Regions from separate parts of the Pan troglodytes genome. Here regions 2 and 3 are each linked to region 1. Evidence: chromatin contacts called from public Hi-C and capture Hi-C data. All regions are on one chromosome and are shown on one strand. Each heading gives the region's core, a stretch centred on a gene start, on an enhancer-like site or on the middle of the called end of the contact. The rest is flanking DNA. Distances are from core to core; before and after follow the strand shown. Region 1 overlaps ELL (elongation factor for RNA polymerase II). Region 2 holds the start of COPE (COPI coat complex subunit epsilon). Region 3 overlaps UPF1 (UPF1 RNA helicase and ATPase).

Region 1 (3,585 bases), core at 501-3,000:
TGGTGAAACCCCATCTCTACTAAAAATACACACACAAAAAAATTAGCCGGGCGTGGTGGCAGGTGCCTGTAGTCCCAGCTACTCCAGAGGCTGAGGCCGGAGAATGGCGTGAACCCGGGAGGCGGAGCTTGCAGTGAGCCAAGATAGCGCCATTGCACTCTAGCCTGGGCAACTGAGCGAGACTCCATCTCAAAAAAAAAAAAAAAATGCTCCCCATGGGATACGCTGTGACGCAGAGCCATGTCAGATGCAGCAGAAAACAGTGACTGCTATGCCTGCAGCAAGATGGAGACCAGAGTGCCCTGCAGGCCAGCACGCAGCACCCACTCAGGGCAGTGACCTGGAGCTTCCTCAGATCCCTCTAAGGCAGACCTTCTGAATCCATCTTTGTTAGCAGTCTGGGAGACGAACTTAGCTTTTGTCAACCGGCAACAGCAAGGCAGGCTGGTTGTAGGGAAGGTGGGCTCAGACCTGGCCCCGGAGGTACCCCTCACCCAGCATCCCCAGCCGTGGCTGACTCTTCCCTGGGAGTTGTGATCAGAAACGGGGTGGAGCCCAGCGCGGTGGCTCACGCCTGTTTCCAGCACTTTGGGAGGCTGAGGTGGGAGGATCCTTGAGGCCAGTAGCTCGAGACCAGCCTATGCAAAATACTGAGACCCTATCTATACAAAAAATTAGCTGGGTATGATAGTGCATGCTTATAGCCCACCTACTTGGGAGACTGAGGCAAGAGGATCGCTTGAGCCCAGGAGTTTGCAGCTACAGTGAACCTTGATCACACCACTGCACTCCAGCCTGGAAGAAATAGGAGCCAGGTGTGGTGGCTGGAATCCCAGCACATTGGGAGGCTGAGATCAGAGGATCGCTTGAGCCCAGGGGTTCAAGACAAGCCTGGACAACATAGCGAGATCCCATCTCTTAAAAAAATTAGCTGGAGTATAGTGGTGCACACCTGTGGCCCCACCTACCTGGGAGGCTGACGTGGGAGGATCGCTTGAGCACAGGAGGTCTAGGCTATAGTGAGCTAAGATCTTGTATCAAAAAAAGAAAAAAAACAGGCTAGGGGGGCCAGGGGGCAGGTGATGGGGTCTCAGTACTGCAGGTGGTAGCCCTCCCCTTTTTGGAGCCAGCCTGGCCCCAGCACCTCTAAGACAGTTGAGTCTGGACCTGCCTTCATGACCCTCATTATCCCTTCTGCACCCTGAGGATTGTGTGCGGGGGAACTGGGGGTGGGAGACATCACGGATCGGTAGTGGGCCATCCTCTTTCCTCTCCTCTGTCTCTGTCTGTCTCCCACTGTCTCTGCACACCCTCCCAAACCCGCCATCAGATCTTTTTTCTCTAGTCCCCCGTCTCTCAGGATTCCCACAAAGTGATGGCTGGCTCTGTCTTGCAGGTGGCCAACATGAGTGCTAAGGACGGCACGTGTACCCTGCAGGACTGCATGTACAAGGATGTGCAGAAGGACTGGCCCGGCTACTCAGAGGGGGACCAGCAGCTGCTGAAGCGGGTGCTTGTCCGGTAATGCCGCCTCCCATCCCCCAGCGTGTCCCCACCCGCATGAAGGCAGCCAGAGCTTACCCAGAGGATGCTGGGGTGGTCTTGTGTGGTCCTGAAGGCCACAGGGCTTGGGAGCAGGATGGAAGGGTCCAAGTAGGCCTCTCTGGTCATCCTCCCTACTGCCCACGTGCTGCCCCAGGGCATCCCGTGGTGGGGGAAGGCCACGCCCACAGAGTGGGACGGAGGTGTGAGTCACTGGCCCCGACCTTGGAATCTTCAGACAAAAGGCCTCAGTCTGCTGAGACCCTCCTCAGCTGTCCCCAACTTCCCTTCATGCTTCCCTCCACAACCTGGGCATCCCCACAGGGCCTGGGAAGTTTACTGACTTTTTGAAAAGAGCCTCTCAAGAACCTGAAGTAGAGAGAAATAAGGCCAAACGACACTCCCGGCAGGGCAGGCGTCATTAAGCAGCGTTAATTAAATGCATCCCCTCAGGCTAATTGGGACCCAGGGTCAGAAGTGGCAGCAGCTCAGGGGAGCAGTTAAGGAGGCAGGCGGCTAATGATTTCCTTCTCCACTGCTGCCAGCTAGGGAGCTCGGGCTGTGAAGCAGGTCAATCTGCTAATTAGTCCGTAAGTGATTTCTCAGGGACTCGGAGGTATTTATGAGTTTGTAGTTGTTTTTTGGAAGTTCAGCTGTTTAAAGCAGTAATTGCCTCTGGAAAGCAGAATGAAGTTGGGGGTCCACTCTGCTCCCCTGAGAGGGTAGTGCCTGCCTGTCCACCCTGGGTGTGCAGGTCAGGGGCCTGCGGGGCACTGCCCTGGCTTGGCGGCAGGCTGGCGGAGGGCACAGTCTTGGCAGAAGGCCCGCCCCCATCCTCATACCCTGTGTCCTCTCCCTTGGCCCCCTGGGTTCCTCAGACCCTTAGGGCACTGGAAGGAGAACTGCCCAGAGCTAGTGGAGTGAGGTGGAGAAGGCTGGGCTGCGTCTCTGGGGCGTCGGGGAGCTTCCCCGGGATGCAGGCTCCAGAGCCGCCTCCAGCTCCCCTGATTCAAGGCTCATGTTCCGTCTGCTGAGTGAGCTTGCTGGGCTCATGCCAGCCCCTTGGCACTCTGCTTTCACTCTGGGCCGGCATGGGGATCAGCACTGCCTTCACAAGCTTCCACTAGCGTGCAGGGGGCAGGGTTGATGTCCCTGGGCCATAACCACATAGAAGGTGACCTGCGGTGCCCCTCTGCACAGCTGTTTTTTTTTTTTTTTTTTTCCTATTTAGCACCCCATCCCTAAGAAAGCCCCATTTATAGCAGTTTTTGACACCATGGCTTCGTGTATATCAAAGCAGGGCCTTGGAGTATTTGTTACCAGCTGGGCTAGCCCAGTGCAGGCCGTTAGCCTAGTGCAGGCCGTGAGACAGATGGGATGTGGGGGCCCAAGTCACTGCAGGAGCCTCCCCAGCTGAGCTGGCACCACATGTGGCTTTGGGGGGTGGTTTCTCCACTCATGTTCTCTTTGTTCATGATGTCCAAACCCGATCTGTCCCTGGTATCCAAATCTCCTCTCATCACTGTCCATGGGTCAGGGGTCCTGCAGGTCCCCCCAAGAGTTCCTGATTCCTCTGCCCAAGCCACACACTGCCTGGTGCCCTTACCTCCAACCTGAGCCACTCCCCTCTCCTGTGAGCCCCATGCCAGAGTCTATATACTCCTCCTTCCTGCTCCTCCCTGGTGCCAAGGGAGCACAGCTCCTGGAGCACCTCTCTGAGGACAGGGCTCCAGGAGGACTGCTGGCCACATCTTCATGCCCAGACGATGGTCCTGCTGAGCCAGCGGTTGATCACATCTAGACTTGTAGAGTCCAAGATGCTTTCCCTCCACGTTGAAGGTCAGAGGCTTCCCACCCCAACCCTGTGTTGGTCCACAGAGCCAGGGGCTGGCCAGGTACCTACTCTGGGATGGTGGGCACCACGGCCCCTGCAGGCTGAAAACTTGCCTTATCCGTCTATCCATCCTTCTGTCCTGTGTGTGGTAGTGGAAAGGCCTATCCTACTGCACGCCACCTCAAACTGCTCTTGGCAGGCTGCTAGAG
Region 2 (3,585 bases), core at 337-2,836, 460 kb before region 1:
GAACTCCTGGCCTCAAGTGATCCGCTCACCTGGAGCTCCCAAAGTGCTGGGATTACAGGTGTGAGCCACTGCACCCGGGCCATCTTGTTTAATTCTGCAGGACCCCTAAGAAGTGGGTAGCAAGATTTTCATGCTCATCTCACACGTGGGAAAAGGGCGCTCAGAGAGGGAAAGGTGCTTGCCCAAGAGAGCACAGCTGGTTAACCCATACCCAGGAGGCCTGCTGGGGGCTTACCTGGTGGGTGTCAGGACGAGGCAGAAGATGCCATAGGGATCCTCAGACAGCTTCTGCAAGATGGGAAGGACAAACGCTGCTGTCTTCCCACTGCCTGTCTTAGCACAGCCCAAGCAGTCTCGACCTGGGTTGGGGACAAAGCAGCATCAACACCCTCCATGTGTGGACAGCTGGGTTTCAGAGACCTTGCCCAGGACACACAGCCAGTGAGTGGCAGGCTGGACTGGAACCCATATCCATTTGACCCGAGATGCCCACAGCTTCCTACCACCTCATTCTAACTCCGTCCAGGAGCACGTGAATTTGGGGAATCCAGAATTCCCTTCCCTCATATGCATCTTGTGCTCCCTGTTGACCCCTTCATTTGTTTATTTAATCCCTGACTTATCACATCTTAGGCTTCCTGTGGGCCTCTCTTTAATGGCCAAACTGGGTTGGGCTAGAGGAGCAGAGAGAAGACCTTCTCCTAGAGGAGCAATCACAGGACCAAGGAGTCCTGGATCTACCAGCAATTTTGACAGCCTCAACTTCTATTTGTAAAATAAAGATAGCAGTACCAGGTCTGCAGGATTTTGCGATACTATCGATTAGTCATCCATCAAACCCTCCCTGTGCTGAGACTATGAAAATTTCAGAGATTACATCACTTGCGTACGAACACAAAGCGAGTCAGTCATGCAACCTAAATGCCAACACTGTCCAGTCGTCCTCCGGAACCCCGGATCTCCTGTAACGCCCGAGGTTGCCCCTCGCCTCGTGGGACCGGAATAAGCAAAGGCTGCGAGAAGGGAAAGGAGTCGAGAGGAGCGGAGAGGCCTCTTGGGGAAGGCCCTGGGCCATACTCACCCTCCAGGATGGCGGGGATGCAGCCGAGCTGCACGGGCGTGGGCTGCTTCAAACCCAGCTGCCGACATTGTTCCACGAGCCACGATGACAGCCCGAGCTCCGCGAAGCCTGCCATCCTTGTGGCCGCTTGTAGGGGCCCCTTGTAGGGGCCCGTGTGATCCGCGCTTCCGGTGCGCGCCGACGACGTCACGAGAAAAATCTTCCTGTTTATTGGATCTGCCTCCTGCGTGGTCCCACCCTCTCCAGCTCCCTCAGCCTATTCCCAGCCTCGACCGCATCCTTATCATGTTTCCCCGGATCCCATTGGCTTGCAGAAACACACTACAATTCCCGAGATGCTCTCCGTGACGCACTTACGCCTTCCGCCCCCTTGCTTATTATTGTGGAGCTTCCCATTGGCTTACTTCGCCGCCGCTCGGAAAAAGTAAACTACATTTCCCAGCGTGCCCGTGTAGGTGTCTTGCTTCCGGCCGACGTGTCTTTCCGGAAGAGGAGCTGGTGAGAAGACAGCGAAATGGCGCCTCCGGCCCCCGGCCCGGCCTCTGGCGGCTCCGGGGAGGTAGACGAGCTGTTCGACGTGAAGAACGCCTTCTACATCGGCAGCTACCAGCAGTGCATAAATGAGGCGCAGCGGGTGAAGGTGCGGCCGTGCAGGGGCGCGGGGACGCTGGGGGCGGAGGCGGAGGACGCTTTCTGGTGGCCGCGAGCCGCGTTCTGCGTCTAAAAACTTTCTCTTTTCTTCTCGCGTTTTTTGGGCCACCTCTTCCACAGTTCAGTGAGGAGTAGTCACTGTCCCATGACAGAACCCAGAGCAGTAACAGTTTACGGTACTGCTCACTCGTACAGCGTTCTCTCTGCGCCCTTGAAAGTGTTTTGAGTAAGGGAGGTGTTTATGCCACTGTAGTGACAATAAGCCTATTTTGTTCAGCCGTACCTTCAGTTCCCGTGAGATGGAGACTGTTGCTTATCCTCATTTTACGGATGAGAACCCTAAAGTTCAGAGAAGGACTTTCCCTGCCCAACCAGCCTGGTTATTTCTCCCAGAGCTTACCCATTCATTCATTCATTCTTCATTGAGCACTTTTGTGGACGGGCACTGTATTCCGCTGGACTCAGAATGATAAACACAGTTTCCCAGCGCAGTGGCTCAAACGCCTGTAATTCTGGCGCTTTGGGAGGCCGAGGCGGGCAGATCGCATGCGCCCAGGAGTTAGAGACCAGCTTGGGCAACATGGAGAAACCATGAGTCTACCAAAAATTAGCCGGGCGTGGTGGCGGGCACTTGTAATCTCAGCTACCGGGAGGCTGAGACAGGAGAATCGCTTCAACCCGGAGGCCGAGGTTGCAGTGAACCGAGATCGCGCCACTGCACTCCAGCCTGGGTGACAAAGTTGTAAGAATTAAAGAGGAAAGAAACACGAAAGGTGGCTTGCCAGTCAAGACAGGTTTATTTTAGAGAAAACAAACCTGAGAGGCGCCTTCTGGCGGAGTTGGGTCAGAGGCACACTCTTTTACAGACTAAGAGTTTTTAAGGATTCAGGGTCGGAGAGTTTATCAGAGGCTTGAACTGCTTCTGTGTCTCTTCGTTGTGCCTATCTGGGAGGGAGAGTTGTGTGTCTGTTCCCATACATCTTTCTTTTTTCTTTTTCTTTTCTTTTTTTTTTTTTGAGATGGAGACTCGCGCTGTCGCCAGGCTGGAGTGCAGTGGCGTGATCTCGGCTCACTGCAACCTCCGCCCCCAGGTTCAAGCAATTCTCCTTTCTCAGCCTCTCGAGTAGCTGGGATTACAGGCGCGCGCCACCATGGCCCGGCTAATTTTTGTATTTTTAGTAGAGACGGGGTTTCACCATGTTGGCCAGGATGGTCTCCATCTCTTGACCTTGTGATCTGCCCGCCTTGGCCTACCAAAGTGTTGGGATTACAGGTGTGAGCCACCGTGCCCAGCCTCCCATACATCTTTCTGCAGCTGCAGGCATACCCCCCTACTCTGCTTTTAGCTTGCCTATTTTAGTGCACCTGAAGGGAAAGGAATGTGCTTATTAAGGCCCACTGTTTTACTGGGGCCCATTGTATGAAGGTGAAGTTTGGCAGTTACCCAAGAAATTTTCTTCCCACTCTCTCTCTGTCCGAGCTGTCTTTCTGTGTTTTACTGTCTCCTCTTTCTGGCTGCTTGTAGTTAGAAGTGATTTCCTGGCCGGGCGCGGTGGTTCACACCTGTAATCCCAGCAGTTTGGGAGGCCGAGGCGGGCGGATCACCTGAGGTCAGGAGTTCGAGACCAGCCTGACCAACTTGGTGAAACCCCGTCTCTACTAAAAAATACAAAAATTAGCCGGGCATGGTGGCAGGCACCTTAATCCCAGCTACTTGGGAGGCAGAGGCAGGAGAATCGTTTGAACCCGGGAGGTGGAGGTTGCAGTGAGCCAAGATCCAGCCATTGCATTCAAGCCTGGGGAACAAGAGCAAGACTTCTCTATTAAAAAAAAGAAAAAAGAAATTTCCTTAA
Region 3 (3,585 bases), core at 402-2,901, 410 kb before region 1:
TCTTCTGGCGTCCCCCACGACCAGTCTTGCCTTTCGGGGTGCCTCGCCCTGAAAGACAGCAGTCCAGGGTGATCCGAAGGAGGCCAGGGCCTCGCAGACAAGCACACCCTCAAGAGCTCTCAGGAGGGCCACACCCAGCCGCAGCCACAGATGCTCACCTGCAGCAGGCCCGTTGGCTTGTCCAAAATAGCCAGGCGGTGGCATGGGTGGCATGACCAGGTTGAAGGGGATGGGAATGTTCATGGCAGCCACGTGGCTAGGGCCGGCACTGATCATGCCAATCTGGTCATGGGTCTGGAAGTACATGCTGGAAGGCCGGCCTGCAAATCACAGTGGAACACGGCAGGTGTCACCTGCCTCGGTCAAACCCCAGCGATGCCCCACCCACCCCACCAGCCAGTCAGCCGGAGCTGCACATCTGTCCTGGCTCTGCCCAGGCTGAAGATGCGGATTCGCAGGACTCCATGTTAACTACAGCAGCCTGCCTGGGGCTGGCTGCTTGGGCAGGCACCTTCCCCGAGGAGAGTCTGCTGGGAATCATTGGCCTACACAGATCTTAAAAACTGAAAATTGGGGCCGGGCGTGTTGGCTCAAGCCTATAATCCCAGCACTCTGGGAAGCCGAGGTGGACCACCTGAGATCAGGAGTTTGAGACCAGCCAGGCCAACATGGCGAAACCTCGTTTCTACTAAAAACACAAAAATTAGCCGGGCATGGTGGTGGGTGGTTGTAATCCCAGCTACTCGGGAGGCCAAGGCAGGAGAATCGCTTGAACCCAGAGGGGGAGGTTGCAGTGAGCCAAGATCACACCACTGTACTCCAGCTTGGGCAACAGAGCGAGACTCGGTCTCCAAAAAAAAAAAAAAAAAAAAAAAAAAAAAAAAAAAAAAAAACACCTGCAAATTGGCCAGGTGCAGTGACTCATGCCTGTAATCCCAGCACTTTGGGAGGCTGAGCAGAAGGACTGCTTGAGGCAGGAGTTTGAGACCAGCCTGGACAACATAGGGAGACCCTGTCTCTAAACAAAAAAAAGAAAATAAATGAAAATCACCCTGCATTTACCAAAGGAAAAAAAAATCCTTTTTATGAAAATGTTCTATTTGTACTACATGCAGTCCCTGCCCTACCAAAAGGCAAGAAAAAGCTAACTAGCTTGATCACCAGGAAACACAAATGAATAAACTCTGGCTAAAGACAAACACCCCAGGAGTGCTCCGGGGCTAGAGATGCCCTAGGGGCGGGGAGGCCAAGGGAGCCAGGCACCGCCCTTGAGGGGAAGGAAAGATGGGGGCACCTAAAGCTGCAGTCATGGGAACGGCCAGCATCCCGGTGTGAGGACAAGGGGTCGGCCAGGTCCCCTGCTGAGCGACTCACCCTGGCTGCTCCGATCATAGACGGAGCCTGGGATGATGGCCTCCCGGGCATCATACATGGCTGTGGTCATGAAGCGGGCTCCCTGCGAAGGTTTAGATAGGTGAGGAATTTGTCATCTCAACAGAAGGAACAACTTCCCACGGGCCCGGTGGCCTGGGAGGTGGCAGGTATGCAGCTGTGAGGTGTTGACACTGTGCCAGGGGCTCTCCCTGGAGACAGGAGGGAGCTGCTGTCTCATGGCCTCTGGGTCTCGCCTGCCCTCCTTGGCAGACCTGGGCTCTGATGCTGACCCTTGGGCCTCAGCTCAGGAAGCTTCACACCCCCTCACTACCAGAGCACCCCGGGCTTGCAAAGCTTCCAACTGCCCGTGTCCAAGGTCCCAGGCTGCTGCATGCAGCACAGCAGCCCTGAGCCCAATTCCCAGAGGCCACCCAGGACTTAGCGGCCCCAAGCCAAAAATGCCACACACGGCTTGGGAGACAGGAAGTGGGCTGGCCCACCCTCCCCTAGGAGAGCCCACCCTCCCCGAGGAGAGCCCTCCCTCAGCTCACGGGCACACGGGCCAAGCTGGCACGTTCCCAGCAGTGTTTTGGGCCCGGGTTTCTCCGTGCTGCCCTGCTGTCCTGTGCAGGCGCTCACCGGGTTGATAGTGTTGACCAGCTTCCGTGGCTTGCTGAACTGCATGAGGCTCTCACGTAGGTTGTTGAGCGGCCCCTCCACCAGCACCTTCTGCTCCTTATAGTAGTTCAGCAGGTGGTTCCAGAGCGGCTGCTTTGATAGTGCCTTCGGGTTGCCCACAATGATGACGCCATACCTGCAACAAGGGCGCAGTGCTGAGTACGCAGGTGGAGAGCTGCCCGTCTCACAGGACGGTCCAAGAGGCAAGGCTGCATTCACTCAGAACCCAAATCCAAGGCAACAGAGGCGTGGACCGGGCAGCAGGCAGGCTGCCAGCCACAGGGACAGGCCCCAGAGCCCAATGCCAAGCCACTGACCCTGCACACGGGTTGATTTTGTGGCCGACTCTAAGCAGCCCCATGGCAGACACCTGGCTGGGTGGATACGTTTGGAGAGAAGACCTGCTGTCAAGAGAGTCGGCCTTCCAGGCACCGGGGCACAGGCGGCCCCACAGGGCCCCCAGCAGGCTGGGGCACTGACCCGATGCCCAGCTCCTCTAGCCCACCTCACGAAGCTGTGGGGGGACCCACCCAATACTGCCCACCAAACAAGAGGGCGCCTTAGAAAGAGGGAGTAACCAATGACAAAGCCATGGTGACCTAGAGGAGAACCACCGCGCATGTGAGCCGGAAGGAGCGCCAGGCTCTCTCCCTGTGCTGGGTGGAGCCACAGGCCAGGTCCCCCCGACTTCCAGCTCTTCCAGCTGGTGAATGGGTCCTTGCTGTCTAGTGTTTTTTTTTCCCTTTGGAGACAGAGTTTTGCTCTTGTTGCCCAGTGGCTGGAGTGTAATGGCGCAATCTCGGCTCACCACAACCTCCTCCTCCCAGGTACAAGCGATTCTCCTGTTTCAGCCTCCCAAGTAGCTCAGATTACAGGCATGTGCCACCACGCCCGGCTCATCTTTTTGTATTTAGTAGAGAGGAGGTTTCACCATGTTAGGCTGGTCGAGAACTCCTGACCTCAGGTGATCCACCTGCCTCGGCCTCCCAAAGTGCTGGGATTACATGTGTGAGACACCATGCCCGGCCTGATGTCTAGTTTTATGTGGGATGACAGAATGGACACCTTGTTCTCGGGGTCCCTTCTGCTATCATCAGTTCACAAAAGTTGTATTTTAGAACCAAAAATAGTGGACAGGACCAAAACTTACAGCCTCTCAGATTAAACAACTTGACAGACACACACAAGATTTATTTTGAATCAGACCAGAAGGGCCTGGAAAAATACGTCCTGCTGGGCTGAGGCACAGGGGCCACAGCAAACCCCCAGGACACGGAAACAAAGATCTCTCCAGTGAGACATCGTTTCTCAACTGCTGCTCAGAGTCCTCTGACCTCTGGCCCTGGCAACCCCCAACCCTAGCCCCAAATTCCCTGGGAAGTGAGGACCGACGAGAGCGGCTGGGCAGCACGCAGCAGGCAGCCTCCCTACCTTGCTCTGGTCAGGGCCACGTTCAGACGCCTGGGGTCATTTAAAAAGCCAATGCCTTGGTGCTCGTTGGCCCGCACACAGGACAGGATGATGAAGTCCTTC

Evidence for each region. Hi-C and Micro-C count contacts between places; a contact is called where the count stands out from the background. Capture Hi-C pulls out chosen DNA fragments and counts their contacts.
Region 2: a Hi-C map of stem cell-derived neural progenitor cells shows a contact between it and region 1, with 2.7 times the contacts expected there. The contact joins the promoter of COPE here to the enhancer-like site in region 1. A contact is called at or near these places in 1 of 7 Hi-C or Micro-C datasets (stem cell-derived neural progenitor cells) and 1 of 1 datasets of contacts at active chromatin or transcription factors (stem cell-derived excitatory neurons).
Region 3: a contact with region 1 is called in a capture Hi-C map of stem cell-derived neural stem cells, with 4 times the contacts expected there. The contact joins two enhancer-like sites. A contact is called at or near these places in 2 of 7 Hi-C or Micro-C datasets (induced pluripotent stem cells and stem cell-derived neural progenitor cells) and 1 of 1 other capture datasets (stem cell-derived neural stem cells).

What each region holds. Positions count from the first base shown.
Region 1 is chr20:21,110,851-21,114,435 of NHGRI_mPanTro3-v2.0_pri, reverse strand. It overlaps ELL (elongation factor for RNA polymerase II), which reads left to right. Exons shown (of 12, transcript XM_016935516.3): 6 at 1,397-1,521. Among named protein-coding and RNA genes, the nearest start is that of ISYNA1, 22 kb to the right of the region's middle. Within about 2 kb of position 1,750, at least 4 of the 24 cell types and tissues checked have an H3K27ac peak or open chromatin away from gene starts, as enhancers often do. A contact at or near this core is called in stem cell-derived neural progenitor cells and stem cell-derived neural stem cells, where this site is marked.
Region 2 is chr20:21,571,520-21,575,104 of NHGRI_mPanTro3-v2.0_pri, reverse strand. COPE (COPI coat complex subunit epsilon) reads left to right here and starts at 1,586. Exons shown (of 10, transcript XM_001137259.5): 1 at 1,586-1,721. The coding sequence starts at 1,596. DDX49 (DEAD-box helicase 49) reads right to left here and starts at 1,223. Exons shown (of 13, transcript NM_001246588.1): 1 at 1,082-1,223; 2 at 236-359. The coding sequence starts at 1,196.
Region 3 is chr20:21,516,142-21,519,726 of NHGRI_mPanTro3-v2.0_pri, reverse strand. It overlaps UPF1 (UPF1 RNA helicase and ATPase), which reads right to left. Exons shown (of 24, transcript XM_016935541.4): 18 at 3,484-3,585; 19 at 2,014-2,188; 20 at 1,375-1,456; 21 at 159-320; 22 at 1-48. Among named protein-coding and RNA genes, the nearest start is that of GDF1, 6.5 kb to the left of the region's middle. Within about 2 kb of position 1,651, at least 1 of the 24 cell types and tissues checked has an H3K27ac peak or open chromatin away from gene starts, as enhancers often do. A contact at or near this core is called in stem cell-derived neural stem cells, where this site is marked.